Linked DNA regions of Sus scrofa: all the other regions are linked to region 1. A link is a contact called in public HiChIP or PLAC-seq and promoter capture Hi-C data. All regions are on one chromosome and are shown on one strand. Each heading gives the region's core, a stretch centred on a gene start, on an enhancer-like site or on the middle of the called end of the contact. The rest is flanking DNA. Distances are from core to core; before and after follow the strand shown.

The links. Promoter capture Hi-C pulls out the DNA fragments that hold promoters and counts their contacts. HiChIP or PLAC-seq counts read pairs in DNA pulled down with a chosen protein or histone mark.
Region 2: an H3K27ac HiChIP or PLAC-seq map of skeletal muscle shows a contact between it and region 1, with 3 times the contacts expected there. The contact joins the promoter of CD302 here to the promoter of WDSUB1 in region 1. A contact is called at or near these places in 1 of 47 Hi-C or Micro-C datasets (embryonic fibroblasts) and 1 of 2 datasets of contacts at active chromatin or transcription factors (skeletal muscle).
Region 3: a promoter capture Hi-C map of liver shows a contact between it and region 1, with 4 times the contacts expected there. The contact joins the promoter of MARCH7 here to the promoter of WDSUB1 in region 1. A contact is called at or near these places in 2 of 5 promoter capture datasets (fetal liver and liver), 3 of 47 Hi-C or Micro-C datasets (embryonic fibroblasts, epiblast stem cells and fibroblasts) and 2 of 2 datasets of contacts at active chromatin or transcription factors (alveolar macrophages and skeletal muscle).

What each region holds. Positions count from the first base shown.
Region 1 is chr15:66,236,345-66,241,185 of Sscrofa11.1, reverse strand. It overlaps WDSUB1 (WD repeat, SAM and U-box domain-containing protein 1), which reads left to right and starts at 1,985. Exons shown (of 11, transcript XM_021074784.1): 1 at 1,985-2,125; 2 at 4,345-4,766. The coding sequence starts at 4,369.
Region 2 is chr15:66,730,325-66,735,165 of Sscrofa11.1, reverse strand. It overlaps CD302 (CD302 molecule), which reads left to right and starts at 2,576. Exons shown (of 6, transcript NM_001110425.1): 1 at 2,576-2,666. The coding sequence starts at 2,576.
Region 3 is chr15:66,647,021-66,651,861 of Sscrofa11.1, reverse strand. It overlaps MARCH7 (E3 ubiquitin-protein ligase MARCH7), which reads right to left and starts at 2,499. Exons shown (of 10, transcript XR_299495.3): 1 at 2,216-2,499. LOC110256931 (a long non-coding RNA gene) reads left to right here and starts at 2,472. Exons shown (of 5, transcript XR_002339014.1): 1 at 2,472-2,608; 2 at 4,248-4,431.

The DNA.
Region 1 (4,841 bases), core at 736-3,235:
AATGTTAAATAAATTGCGGTATGTTTCTGGAGGTGTGGACCATTAGGCAGAAACAGTAATTAAACTACGGAAGAAATTTTAGACTTGGAAATGCTCAGCCTACAAGTTTAAGTTGGAAAGGTAGTTTGCAGGTCTTTGTGTAAAATTATTGATCTTAACGCATGAAAGATTGAAAGGAAGTGTTATCTCTGGGTGGCTTATCATTGGATAGTATGATTATTAGCTATTTTTCTTATTTATAGTTTCTCTATTTCCTACAGAGAGCTCTATTATTTATACAATTAAAAAATTGCTTTTGATAGGGCTAGAGTAGGCATAGGTGGTTGTAGAAGTCCCAATAGGGTACCATAGATAAAGAGGGAAACCTGGGGGATGCGGGGAGACCACTGTAAGTTAGAGAAAAGCAGGCTTGCTTAACTAGCGGAGGTTCAAGAATTGCCTCAGGTCTTTGGGTGGGGGATGGGATGAGGCCTGCATTCAGATTCAGACCTAGGGCAGGAGTTTGAGGACCACCCTTCAGCTGATTTGAATGCACACCTTACCGGATACTAAAGAGGCGAGCCTTTCCAACCCCTGCCTCCCTTGGATGATAAAACTGTGGCCCACCAGATCCTCAGGCAGAGCTTCCTTGTCTGCCTGCTTGCATCTCTTATAAGCGGTCTATCCTACTAAATCTGTTTTTTACCTATCACTTTGTCTCTCACTGAAAATTACTGCTGCACTGAGGCACAAAGAACCCAAACCTTAGTGAATCCAGACACAGGGTAACTCGAATTTAAAAACATGGGTTCAAGTCCCAATCTGTGTTCTGGCTGGGTTCAGGCCATTAGTGCTGTCAGTTTCACTTTTAGAAAAATACTAATTTGGCAGTATTTGGCACATAATCAGATTTCAAAGTCTCAGTCATAATGCACTTGTTAATCGATTTAAAAATCACAGGAGCAGAAGTTCCCCTTGTGTCTCAGTGGTAATGAACCTGGCTAGTATCCATGATGACATGTGTTCAATCCCTGACCTTTCTCAGTGGGTTAAGGATCATGCCTTGCCCTGAGCTGTGGTGAGGTTGCAGACATAGTTTGCTGTACCTCGGATTTGACTCCTAGCCAGGGAACTTCCACATGCCACAGGTGTGGTCCCAATAAGCAAAAATAAATAAAAATCACAGGAGCATCTCAAAATCATGAATTTTGATCTCCCCTTTTACAAATATTTTCCAGCGATCTCAATTTCATGTTTAAATATGAATATTTTAGGTTATTACTTTTCAAATATAAGACTTTGGCTTCCTTGGGTTGATAATTTATTTCCTCATTGAAGAAAACACTTTTGTTTGTATCTTTGACTTTCACCCGAACATGGTCCTATACTGTGTCCTGCCCTAAGATGATAGGTATTAGCATGCCTGGGAAGTTTTTTTCCTGGTCAATTTTTTTAACCTCAAAAGGGCTTGGCAAGACCACTCCGTAGACACATAGGTCTATCCGTGAAATTAGGAGACAGTCGGCAACGCTAGAAGAAACGCACATTGGGTTCAGGTGATGCCAGGATATCCACCTGGACCTATTTAGCGAACAGGAGAACGACAGGACCAGGGCCCAGGGGTGAGGAGCCCACCTTAGAAAAAGAGATGTGGGTAACCTGGGCACAAAGGCTGTGGCAGAATTTATGGACAGCCGAGGTCAGAGCTAGCCTAAACAGAAAAGACCAATCAGGAGGTCAGAAAATAGACGGGGCAGGGGACGGGGATAAAGAGAGGAACAAGATTCAAAATTTTGAGCTGGAATAACTGGAGAGTTGTATAATCCCTCCTGTAAAACCGCATCTCAGACATTCGCTAAACGTTGGGATTTCAGCTTCCTCAACTGGAAAAAAATTTCAACTAAAATATCTCCCCAAGTCTGGACTCTTTTGAATCCTAGAGGCAGAATTTAGAGACCTCCCCATCAGAGGGCGAAAGGGCGCGCATGCGCCGCAGCGCGGGCCGACCCCTCAGGGGGGCGGAGCCTATTCTTTAGCCTTAGGGCCTCTACCCGTGCCAGCTCCACCCGGCTCACCTGCGTGTCACGTGTGCTGTGCTGCTTGCAGGGCCCCTGAGGGCGGAACCCAGGCGTCGTGGGTCTTCCAGGTGAAAGGTGTCGCGCTCCTGGGCCAGTTTAGCTGCAGCGGCGGCAGGTGGGGGAGTGTGACTGGGGTCAGCCCGCCGTGTTCCGGTGTCGAAACCCTCCTGTTTCTCCGCATCTGGTTCTAAGCGCGCGACAGGGACTAGCTGAGCCCTTGACCGGAGCGGGGCAAGGTTGTTCTGTCTCGGCTGAGAGCCGGGCGGGTGCTCCCGCTGAGGTGTGGAAGCCCCGGCTGCACTCTCCCCGGTCCTACCCCGAACTCCGGTTCCTGCGCCCTGGAAGGCCCTGCTCTCCTCCGGCCGCGCTCCTGCCTCCGTCCGCTCGGTCTGCTCCTTCCGCCGAGAACCGGCTGGCTCGACGTTGGGCAAATCCTTGGTCCCCGCGTCCAGGGGAAGTAGGTCGCCGGTTTTACATTCGGGGGGATTCTTTGCCATTTCGGGTTTGCTTTGCATTAGATAGGGATGCCTGTGTTCACACTGGCGAGTTGACCCGGTTTGCCTGTGAGTGTTTGGCTTTATGTCTTGAAGGTGGATACCTACTCCCCAAAGCAGGTAGGGGGCTTGAGAGACCTTTTCAAAACAAACTGTGCAGCTGATTTCGGTTTCGTCCTTCTGACTCTGGGGTCTCCTAGAACTGCAAAAGGAAATGAGTGCCACAGGGGTGAAGAAGCAAGTTTGTTTGGAAAATTGCTTGTGTGCACTTGCATAGTTGGGGCTTGGGAGCTCTCCAGAAAGCACCACCTGATCGCACTTGTTTTCAGTGCAACAAAACAGGCGGTAATCTACCAGAACTTTTTTTTTTTTTTGCTGGTTTTTCAGTTTTTTAGGTTTCATTGTAGTTTGTTTGAAAAAGAGAGGCTGAACTTTTGGGATAAGATATCGAAAAGACATGCTCCATCTATTTGTAAAGCTTTCTGTAAGTAACATTAGAACAAGGCATTATAAATTTTACAATTAAAGGTTATACCTGTCCCTTCAGGGCTGATTGCCTCGTTCTGCACCATTTTTCCGCTGTCGGATTTTTTTAACAAAGCATTTGGTAGCTTTATTTTTAATTTTCTAATCGTTTTGTATTAATAGTCTATAATATTTAAAGAATAGAACCCAGCTGGGTTTGGAAAACATGTTAATTCAACAAATATTTATTTGACCACGTTATGTGCTGACACCATTGTTTTCCATGCTGTGGATAGCAAGATGGAACAGATTACTGTTGTGGAGTTTACATTGTAGTTGGGGGGCAGGGAGACAAGTGAATGTCGGTTGTTGGTAATTGATAGGCTGAGGATTAAAGTAGGGTGATACATTAGCCTAGAGAGTGGCTACTTTAGATTGGGAAGGACGCTGAAATTGAAATCTGAATGAGAAATAAGATCCCAAAAGCAGAGAGAAGAGAATTTAAGCCTAAGAAAACCACTTGGTGAAGATCTTTAATGTAATCCTTTGGACTAGGGAGGCTGGAAAGAAGTGGGAGAGAGAAAGTGGTGAGTTGAGATCTGAAAAGTAGGCAGGCAAGAGCTGGGTCATAGAGGGTTTTGTAAGCTGTAGTGAGGAGTTTGGATTTTATTATAAATTTGTAAATTTGTTTTTCAGTGCAACTGGCCAGGTCCATTTTTTGCCATTCTTTTTGGTTTCCTTGATTTATTACATTGGTTCTTCACCACAAATCTCTTACTTATTTTATTTTTTGTTAGACAAGATGACAGACCATGACATGATAGTTTTCATTTAAATTGTAAATGAAACTTTTTGTGAGTGAACCATATAGTTCCCCATCTTAGAGGCAGAGGAATAGCCTTGTCTCCATCCGGTGCAAGGAGAGGGAGAGTTTGTTAAAATAGTGAAAAATATTTTTGAGTTGAGATTAGCAGATCTGGAATGAGGGAGTGTTAAGTAGCAGTTAAGGGAAAGTCTTCAAAGACGAAATGGTTTTGGATGTTCAGTGTCACATCATTTTGGTCACTTGACTAGGTTCTTTTTCAGAAGTTAGGGAACTTTATTGTTATGGCACGGATGATTGTGATCATCATCAGAGGTTATAGTCTTAATGCTTTTTTTTCCAAATTATTCTTACCTTGGGTATAATATAGTGTCTTTTAAAAATATGAATGTAGGGGCTTTCATTGAGCAAGTTTTGAAATTGATTTTGGCTCTTTTGTACGGATTGGAGTTGTGTTTATTTGATTCCTGGGATGAAGTAACCTTTATCCATCTGATAACTGCAGGATATTTTACTTCAAATAAAGAACATGGTGAAACTGATTCACACATTAGCTGATCATGATGATGATGTCAACTGCTGTGCCTTCTCTGCTTCCCTCTTGGCCACTTGCTCCTTGGACAAGACAATTCGCCTGTACTGCCTGAGTGACTTTACTGAACTGCCACACTCTCCATTGAAGTTTCACACCTATGCTGTCCACTGCTGCTGCTTCTCCCCTTCAGGACATATTTTGGCTTCGTGTTCAACAGATGGTACCACTGTCCTGTGGGATACTCAGAATGGACAGATTTTGGCGGTGATGGAGCAGCCCAGTGGTAGCCCTGTGAGGGTTTGCCGGTTTTCCCCAGACTCCTCTTGTTTGGTGTCAGGGGCGGCGGATGGAACGGTTGTTTTGTGGAATGCACAGACATACAAGTTATATAGGTAGGAATATATTTTAAATCCTTTCTGTGTTTAATCCTAATAACAGTGTTACCAAAAAAAAAAAAAGATATTTTG
Region 2 (4,841 bases), core at 1,327-3,826, 490 kb before region 1:
ACTGCTCACAGCAATGCCGGATCCTTAACCCACTGAGCGAGGCCAGGGATCGAACCCGAAACCTCATTGTTCCTAGTCGGATTCATTTCCACTTCACCATGACAGGAACTCCCAGTACAGTTTCAACGTGCTACAAGTTCTTTGTGCTCCACTTATCATGCCTCCCTCCTCATCTCCCCCAACTGTTGGCAACCACTGATATTTTTTACTGTCACCATAGTTTTGCCTTTTGCAAAATATAAAGTTGAAATCATAGGGCATGTAGCCTTTTCAGATTGGCTTCTTTCACTTAGTAATGTTATTTAAGGTTCCTCCAGGTCTTTCCATGGCTTGATAGCTCATTTCTTTTTTTTTTTTTTTTTTTGTCTTTTGTCTTTTGTTGTTGTTGTTGTTGTTGTTGCTATTTCTTGGGCCGCTCCCGCGGCATATGGAGGTTCCCAGGCTAGAGGTTGAATCGGAGCCGTAGCCACCAGCCTACGCCAGAGCCACAGCAACGCGGGATCCGAGCCACGTCTGCAACCTACACCACAGCTCACGGCAATGCCGGATCGTTAACCCACTGAGCAAGGGCAGGGACGGAACCCGCAACCTCATGGTTCCTAGTCGGATTCGTTAACCACTGCGCCACGACGGGAACTCCTCATTTCTTTTTAGTGCTGAATAATATTCCATTATCTGGATACACCATGATTTATTTATCCATTCACCTACTGAAGGACATCTGGGTTGCTTCCGGGTTTTGGCAATTATAGATAAAGCTACTAAATAAATAAATACATACATATATATATATGCAAAATTTTGTGTGTATGTAAAGTTTCAACTTGCTTGGATAAATAAATACTGAGGAGCATGATCACTCAATCATATGGTAAGAGTATATTTAGTTTTGTGAGAAGCTGCCAAATTGTTTTCCAAAGTGGCTGTACCATTTTGCATTCTCACCAGAAGTGAATGAGAGTTTCTTTTGCTATACATCTTCATCAGCATTTGGTATTGTCAGTGTTTTGGATTTTAAAAGCCATTTTAGGGAATTCCTGTCCTGGCACAGCAGAAACAAATCTGACTAGGAACCATGAGGTTGCAGGTTTGATCCCTGGCCTTGCTCAGTGGGTTAAGGATCTGGCATTGCTGTGAGCAGTGGTGTAAGTCACAGACATGGGTCGGATCTGGCAGTGCGATGTGTAGGCTGAAGACGCGGCTCCATTCTGGCATGGCTGTGGTGATCCGGCATGGGTGTGGCGTGGCTGGCAGCTGCAGCTCCAATTAGACCCCTAGCCTGGGAACCTCCATATCCTGTGGGTGTGGCCCTAAGAAGCAAAAAAAAAAAAAAATCCATTTTAATAATGTGTAATGGTATTTCATTTTTGTTTTAATCTGCAGTTTCCTGGTGACATATGTTGAGTGTGTTTTCGTATGCTTTTTGCCATCTGTATATCTTCTTTGGCAAGGTGTCTCTTCAGAGCTTTTGTACATTTTAAATTGAGTCATTTGTATTGTTGAGTTTAGACGCAGTTTTAAAGCACTCTTTTGCTAATGACATGAAGCTATTCAGGGCTTAAATAAGAAGCCTGCTTGGCCCTGGTTGTCTGGTTCCAGAGGCCCTCCCCAATCAAGTTATACTTACATAGTTTATATATATAATAACAAGTATAGTTTTCTTTTCCTTAACAACAGAAATTTTTTATGTCACAGTTCTGGAGGCTAGAAATTCAAGATTAAGTATCCATCAGAGTTGGTTCCTTCCCAGGGCTGTGCAACCACAGTTTAAAGACCTTTAATCCAGGAGCTGGTAACAAAGCTAGTGACAAATCATCTGAGGGACACAGTCCATTGAAAGAGGGCTTTTGAAAATGTTTCTGGTCATTGGGTCCAAAGGACAAACACCACTTTAACAAGTAATCAACATGAACATCTCCAGTGATGAGAGAAACAGCACGGCCCTCCTGCGCCAGGCATATGACTTCTGCGGTATTCTTGCCAAAAAATAAAAAAATAAAAAATAACAAAACAAAAACATAAACATAACCTGAATGCTTGTCCTCCAATCTCCCTCAAGAGGAAAATAGTAGATAAACTGAAACTGAAGGACATTCTGCACAACGACTGGCTGGAACTCTCCAAACCTATGTCCAGGTGGCAAAAGACAAGCAATGATACGGAACTGTCCCGCATTCAAGAAATTGAGGGTACCCGTGACATCTCAACGCAGATGAATTTTAGAACAGTAAAAGAACAACTGGGCAATTGGCGAAATGTGATAAAGGCTGCAGATGAGTTCATGTTATCGCACCAGGGTTAATACACTGGCTTTGACCATTGTACTGAAGTCACATAGGACGTTACTACTTGGAAAGCTGGTTGAAAGGTTATGGAAACTCCTTGTACTATTTTGGCAACATTTTTGACAGGCTGACATTTCAGTTAAGAGCAAAAGTTTTGAAAATCACGGAGAGCTGTGCGCGGGCCCAGAAGGCAGCGCGGGCGGGTTCTCGGGTCGGCGGGGGCGCAGGTGGGAGGGGTCGGGCTGCGGCTCCGCACTTCCGAGCAGCGCGCCGGGCCCGCACCCGCCGTCATGGCCCGGGCCGCGCCACCCGCGCTCCTGTTGCCGCTGTTGGGCCTCGCCGCCGCCACCGCCGCCGCCGCCGCCGCCGCCGCCGCCGTGGGTAAGCTGCCCCCTTGGTGCGCCACCTCCTCGGCCTGAGAGCTGGGACGCAGACTGACCGCTTTCGCCTCGCTCCCCGCTCGGCCCCACCTCTCCGCCCCCACAACCCCCTGAACCGGGGGAGACCCTACACCCTGTCGATGGCGGAGGGCTGCATCCCCACGGGCATCCCACGCTTTCCCCCACGCCCACCCCGTGCGCCCCGGGGTCAGATCAGCACCCCCTCCTTTGCGTCGCCTGGGTTCCGACGAGGGCGCCCGCCAGGGAGGGGGCCGCCGGGGACCTGAGAGCGAACCCCCTGTCCAGTCGTGTGCACATCCTCAGTGCAGACCCCACTCGCAGGGAGAGGTCCCCAAACGGGGGCTAATTGACAGGAGGGCAGAGGGGCTTAGAGTCCCGGGACGAACATAGCTTCAGGGCCATTGGAGCAGAAAGGAGAAGTGGCCAAGTTAGCTGTGGAGATTTCCACAGCTTTTGTGCGGTGGGGGTGGGGGTGCGAGGAAGCTGGCCCTTCTTTGCTCTCCGTGTTGTTTGTCCAGTCGGTTGGTGCTCAAGCTGTTGAAACAGGAAAACAGTTCAGCCAAATAACCCCCTGGATGGAATTGGGACGTGAACAGGAGAGACTTGGATTCCACTGAAGTCGTGTGCTTTTAAAATCTTTTTAAGTCTAGCCTGCTCTTGTACTAGTGACATCTGAAAAATTACTCGTAGTCATTTCCAAAATGAATCCTGAGGAAAACAGACAATTCTGTTGAATATGGTTTGTGTTTGTTTTTCTTTTTGCAAGTTTCCCATGCAACCATGTCGAAAATGTTGAGAGGGAAAACTGGGGAAAGAACTTCCATCCAAAACCACTGTTAATTGACCAGCTCTGGGAATTAAAGAACAAAATAAACAAGAACTAAGTGAATACTTGCATGGGTTTGAATAAAGTGATTATGCAAGAGTTTGGCTTTTTTTTTCTCCTGAATTTCACTGTCATTTTATAAATTCCTGCTAGAAGCCTGCTGACCGACAGAAATATGTTAAAGGATCTCAGTGTTGGAGGCAGCAGTAGAGTAAGCAGCTCAGAACTTGCTTGCAAACTCAAAGCTCCTTTCCTGAAACCATTTGTCCACCAGCATTTATGACTATTTATGCCTGTGGAGGCACAGAAACAAGATTTTCACACCGTTTAGACTGAGCACGTTAGTTTGGTCCAAGACAAGGCTGGACGAGACTTTGTGCGAAGCCCTCCTCGTACGTGCCCTCGTTCAGTTTTCCAGTAACATCTAAACGCACATTTAAGCCGCTCCATGGGTTGCCCGTGCCTTCATCCATCAGGTTAAGTTAAAAAATACTTCGTTTTTAAAAAATCCATTTCTAGATTTTGATATCTCTCTTCTTTAGAGAAACCGTTTTGATCAGCAATCGAGGACAAACTGTTTAATCAGTAGAAATTGATAAGCCAGATGAGGAATTCAGGCCAGACTTTATTGGCACTCCTGCAGCATGAGAGAGCGGGAGCGAAAACAAGTAACAGGTGCCCTTGCTTGCTTCCTAAGTGAGGGCAAGCTGGTCCTTAAATGGGGTGAGTGTAGGGGGCTGGGCAGACTGTGGGTCTGGCCACAGGGGTGGCTTAGGTGGTCCACCTACCCCATTGGTAGTGCTGAGTGCATGGATCCTGAGCAGTCCCCTCAGAAGTGACAGTTGGGTTTTGGCCTTTTGGTATGTTGTTGCTCATAATTTGCCCCAGCTGCACAGGGGTGCAGTTATTTTTAGTCCCTCAGTTTCTTTGTATTCTACTGCACAGAGAACATGTTAGTCCAGGTGCAAGCACTGCAGCAAAGGGTCCCAGGACCTAGCCTATCTCAAAACTCTTTGGAAAGTTTTGTTCTTTTTCCTTTTGTAAGTCCATTATGGTTAAATAGACTTTTCAAGAGCTGAATAAGTCCATGTTGAATAAATTAATGCTATTAATCAGCTTATCTCAGGAGGTTTTAAGAAATTAGAAAAAACATGAGCTTTGGAGTTAGGTACAGACTGTGTGGCCTTGATTGAATTACCCAAGTCTTTGCACTTGAGTCAGATGGAGATAATGTTGCTGAACTATTGGCTTCCTCTATACACCAATGCCAAGTAGAAACTATGAGAGTTGGAGGAAACAGGAAAAGTAGCTCTAATTGCCAGGCAAAGA
Region 3 (4,841 bases), core at 1,250-3,749, 410 kb before region 1:
AATAAGTTTATAGATGAGTCTGATGATTAACTTGTACTTGTGGAGGGCAGAAGCTGTGTTAAGCTCCTTCATGTAATGTGAAGCCCTAACCTAGTAGCTAAAATACATAACAAACTATCAAAGTGTTTTACATTATTTGATAGTTCTGTACAATTAAAATTATTTTCCTAAAATTAAGTGGGCAACTCTTGAAAGCATACTAGATGAAGAGCTGTGTAAAGTGCATATGGAGCTGATTAAAAATTGGGGCCATGGATGACTTATGTTCAAGCTATTATCTGACACCTTCATGTAGTATATATATGAACATATTGGAGCCTGATTTTACACTACCCATACTCAATTCTAAACTTTAACATAAAGTTTGTTCCTTGCCTCCCCCCACCCCAAAGAATATATGCACATGTTTATATAGGGGCATCATTGTGCTTTATCTGGGAAATTAATCTCTCTTGCCAATGAGGAAGAGAAATCACTTGTACTTAAGTAAGTATGAATTTTTAATCATTCTTATTCAAGACATCTGATCCAGTACTCAACTTTGGAAAAAACTCAGAACTATACTTACCAAGCATGTTTATATCTGTGGTATAATTTAGGGCAAAAGAAGAGTTGTAAAAAATTCTTACATGTAAAGATTTGTAGTATAGACTTTATATAAGTAGATAGCACTTTGCCTGTGAAAAACGGCCAGCACTCCGTGAAGGGGGTATTTCAGGGAGGGTAAAATTTGAATGTTATTCTGACCAGAATGGACAGATGGACTTTAATATCCGTTCCAATTGTTTATACTCATCAAGTATTATGTCCCCCAGGGTGTTGACTGCTACTCACTACTAGAACTTAATCCTCATCTTAACTCTAAGAATTGACTGCTACGCTTCTAGGAAAACATTAATAAATAAATAATTACGGTAAAATCAAGAATCAGACCTATATCTTCTACCGCTAATGCCTCATATACCCCTGAGGTTTCACAAAATGCTGTATGTAGAGCTGTAAATGAAACACTGACCTCATTTTTTAAAAAATTTTTAATACGGATTTTGTTTGTTTTTTGGCTACACCTGAGGCATGCGGAAGTTCCCCAGCCAGGGACGCCCCCCCCCTTCACAGCAGTATCCACTCATAGCAGTTACAACTCCAGATTCTTAGCCTGCTGAGCCACCAGGGAATTCTGTAATGACCCCATTTCTGAAACAAAATTTTATCTCAAAGGAAAGCAAAAATCTAGTTACACTATATGCCTGCCTTTTTAACAATGGTATACCATTTGATTTTTAAGTCAAAAATTCATCTTTAACCTTACCTCTTGGCTCTAGACAGAAACGGACAGATGAGAGCAAGGAGAGATTTTTAAATTATTTTTAAAATGAAAAAAAAAACTAAAATATTATACAAAATCGGAAAAAAAAAATCTTACTGAATTCCACTTCACTTGGCACCTTTGTTCTTAATAGTGACAAACGACAGCATTCGTGATGAATTTATTACCAAGAGAGATGTTGCCCATATATTTACATCTGTACGTAGGAAAAAAGAATTACAGTATTTTTGGTGTGTGTACACAGTCATCTTCATTATGCAGTTTCATCAAAATGAAGGAGTACTATGTTCTACTGATGCCCTCCATATTTTTACTTCTTAGGCCAACAAGTCCGTTCTTACACATATCATCACGTATTTCCATTTGAAGAACGTACAATTTACCACAAAGCAAAAGAAAGCCCAAAGTTATTACGATACTCAAGAACTTGGACAATCAATCAGCAAATATTTACCGCATCTAAGGTGCTGGCAAAGTCCCTACAATTCAAGGCTGGGCTGGCAGAGCCCTGAGTCTCTTGGCCTTCAACACCTCGCTCATTAAATATTTTACACGTGACACTGCTCGCCCTCGGGGCTCGGTAAAGACCCTCCTAAACCCAACCTAAGGGGAGGCCGCCAAAGGCCAAAATATGGCTCAAGCCCCTTGCCCGAGCCCGCCGCAAGTCCATATGGAAGACGCACAACCTGCCCCCTTCACCCGTCACAAAACTCCACCACGGGACGAAAGGCTCCGGGCAAAGAAGGCCTGCGGACAGCTCCGCTTCGTTCGCGGGATCAAGCTCCTTCACCCCATCTAGAGAGGAAGGAAGCAGGGGCCTCCGCGTCCCCGGGGCCGCACTTCATTTCCTCCCCTCCCCCACCAGCGGCCTAGACTAGAACCACCTACCCCAGAGGTAGAAGCCCAAACTCCGCAGCTTATTCCCCTTCTTCCGGTGCTAACACCGAACAGGCGCGTCCGGCTCCCAGCGATCACACCACTACCTTCTTCCTCTGAGTTCTAGGCCTCTAAATGAGGCTGAACAGTCGGCGGCGAAGCACAATGGCGCCCGCCCTTCTCCAGGATCAGGCGCAGAAGCAGCCGCCACCGTTAAAAGCCCCTCCCTTCTCTTCCTTCCCCCAACCCCACCACTTCGCGGATTCCGCCGACTTCTCGCGAGAGTGGCGAAGCTCCGCGGACCCGAGAACTGCGGGCGGACTCGACGTACCCCACCGCGGGGTGGTGCTCTGACTGCGGCAACCGTTGAAGGGCTGCCCCTGGGGAGTCAGCGAGGCGCCATCGGTAAGCGGCTTCGACTGGTCGGCCGGCGGGCTTGCGAGGGTGCGGGCGCCGGGAGCTGGGCGCTGGAGGCCCGGCCCTAGTTGGCCGCCCTCGCCTGGCTTGGCGAAGGGCTGGTATCCAGCCCTGCCGTTCTCCAGAGCCCAAGTCCGTGGCACAGGCTCTTGCCTCCTCCTGCAAACCTGCAAGGCCCACTGCTCAAAATACCGCCCCCGCCCCTTTTTTTTTCCGCTTGAGGAGTGGCGCAGTCAATGTTTATTGACTTGAATCAAACACTGCCTTTTCCGACCTCCCCTCCTCCCATTCCCTGTCTGCCCTGTGTATCCGAACCCTCTCCTTTAAAGGTTGGAGTGGATTTGTCCCGGACCATTTGTTACTGGTTGTAATTCAGTGGTGGTGGTGTAGTTTCTTAGACAAGTCTTTTAAGATCGTTTTACTAATCTTTGGTAGTGTAGCTACAGATTTTGCAGTAAGAATTCATCCATTTAGAGAGGAAAATTGTGAGGTAAATGGCCTGACGAGAATGAGACGAAACTTTCAGAAATCTGTAAATGTGGTAAACCAAGATATAAAAGAATCCTAATGAAAAGGAGTAGATTAGAGGAAAAAGCCACAATTTCGGTGAATTTAGGTGAATATGTGGATTTTGAATAATGTACCAAACATCAAAGTTCTTCACCAGTAAAGATTAAGTTATTGAAACTTGGAGGCATACTGATTACACTTGATTGGTACACTGACCTATTTTCATTAGGTTGTTTAAGCAATTCTTTAGATCCAAGTAATTTCAATAAATGTAGTATGAAGTTTGTGGTTTTTGTTATTTCATCCGGAGGGTGAAATGTATCATCCCTCTGTCTTAGAAACTAACAGACTGTTCATTCTTCACTATTGTAAATTGTAAAATATTAAAGATAATTATTATTTAAAGTTGGCATATAAATGCCATTCTATCTCTTTAAAATGTGAGTTGAAGGAGTTCCCATTGTGGCTCAGCAGTTAACATATCCGACTAGTATCCGTGAGGAGGTGGCTTTGATTCCTGGCCTCGCCTAGTGGGTTAAGGATCCAGCATTGCCATGAGCTGTGGTGTAGGTTGCAGATGAGGCTCAGATCTGGCATTGCTCTGGCTGTGGTGTAGGCTGGCAGCTGCAGCTCCTATTCAACCCCTAGCCTGAGAACCTCCATGTGCCGTGTGTGCAGCCCTAAAAAGACCAAGAAAAAAAAAAAAAAAAAAAGGTGAGTTGAAGACTATCTAATATGGAATAAAGTGAACAGGGATTGTTTGAGAAAATTAATTTGCTCTTTATAGAAAATTTGCCCAGGTTTCTTCCAACTGTTTGAGTCTACCTGTAGCATTGTGGTTATGAACATAGACACCCTGAGCACAGGCTGCATGGGTTCAAATTTTAGCCCTGCCTCTTACTCCCTTTGTTATCTTGAGCAATTCCTTAACCTTGCCAAGCCAAGGTTTCCTATAAAATGTGGGTTGGAGTACCTATAACTCATAGGGTTGTTGAAAAGATTAAATGGGTTAATGCATCAGTGCCTAGAACATAGTTTAAGCATTCCATAATTGTTAACTATTACATTCCATATCTAAACCACTACTAATACTGTCTTTCTGGACCTTATTACATAGGTCCCTTAAACATCTCAAGTACATTCTACGTTAAGAGGAATGACCGCACCATTTTCCTGAGCTATGGCAGTCAGACCTGGTAAAGGTGTCTTCTCTACAGAACCCCCAAACCTGGCAAGGATGATTCAGATTTTGGCAGATTATCACTTCATCCCCAACCAACACTTATAAAATATCAACAGAGGTGAGTTGGCACCAATTTCATATGCTAAGCAGACTTTCCAGACTCTAATTTCTTATTAATGCTAGTAAATAATGACCACTCATAAGTATGTTTTTATTCTTTAAGAATTATTATTAATTGATATTGTTTTTTTAATGTGCTTTCTGTGATTTGAGTTTCCAGATAATTATCATTATCAGCTGATAATTATTGAGATTTTCTGTGTTAAAGACAATTTGGTAGGGATCATGGATACAAATAGGTACAATCTAGACTATATTTTATGAACTTAAAATCAAGATCAGTGATTTGACAGGCAAAATGATTTAAACTTAGAACTGTTCTGGCCAATTGAGACCCAATGGTTGCCTTTTTTAGAGTTCCCCTACTTGACCTTCCTTTGCTCAACTTTTTTTCCTTATGACCAACTC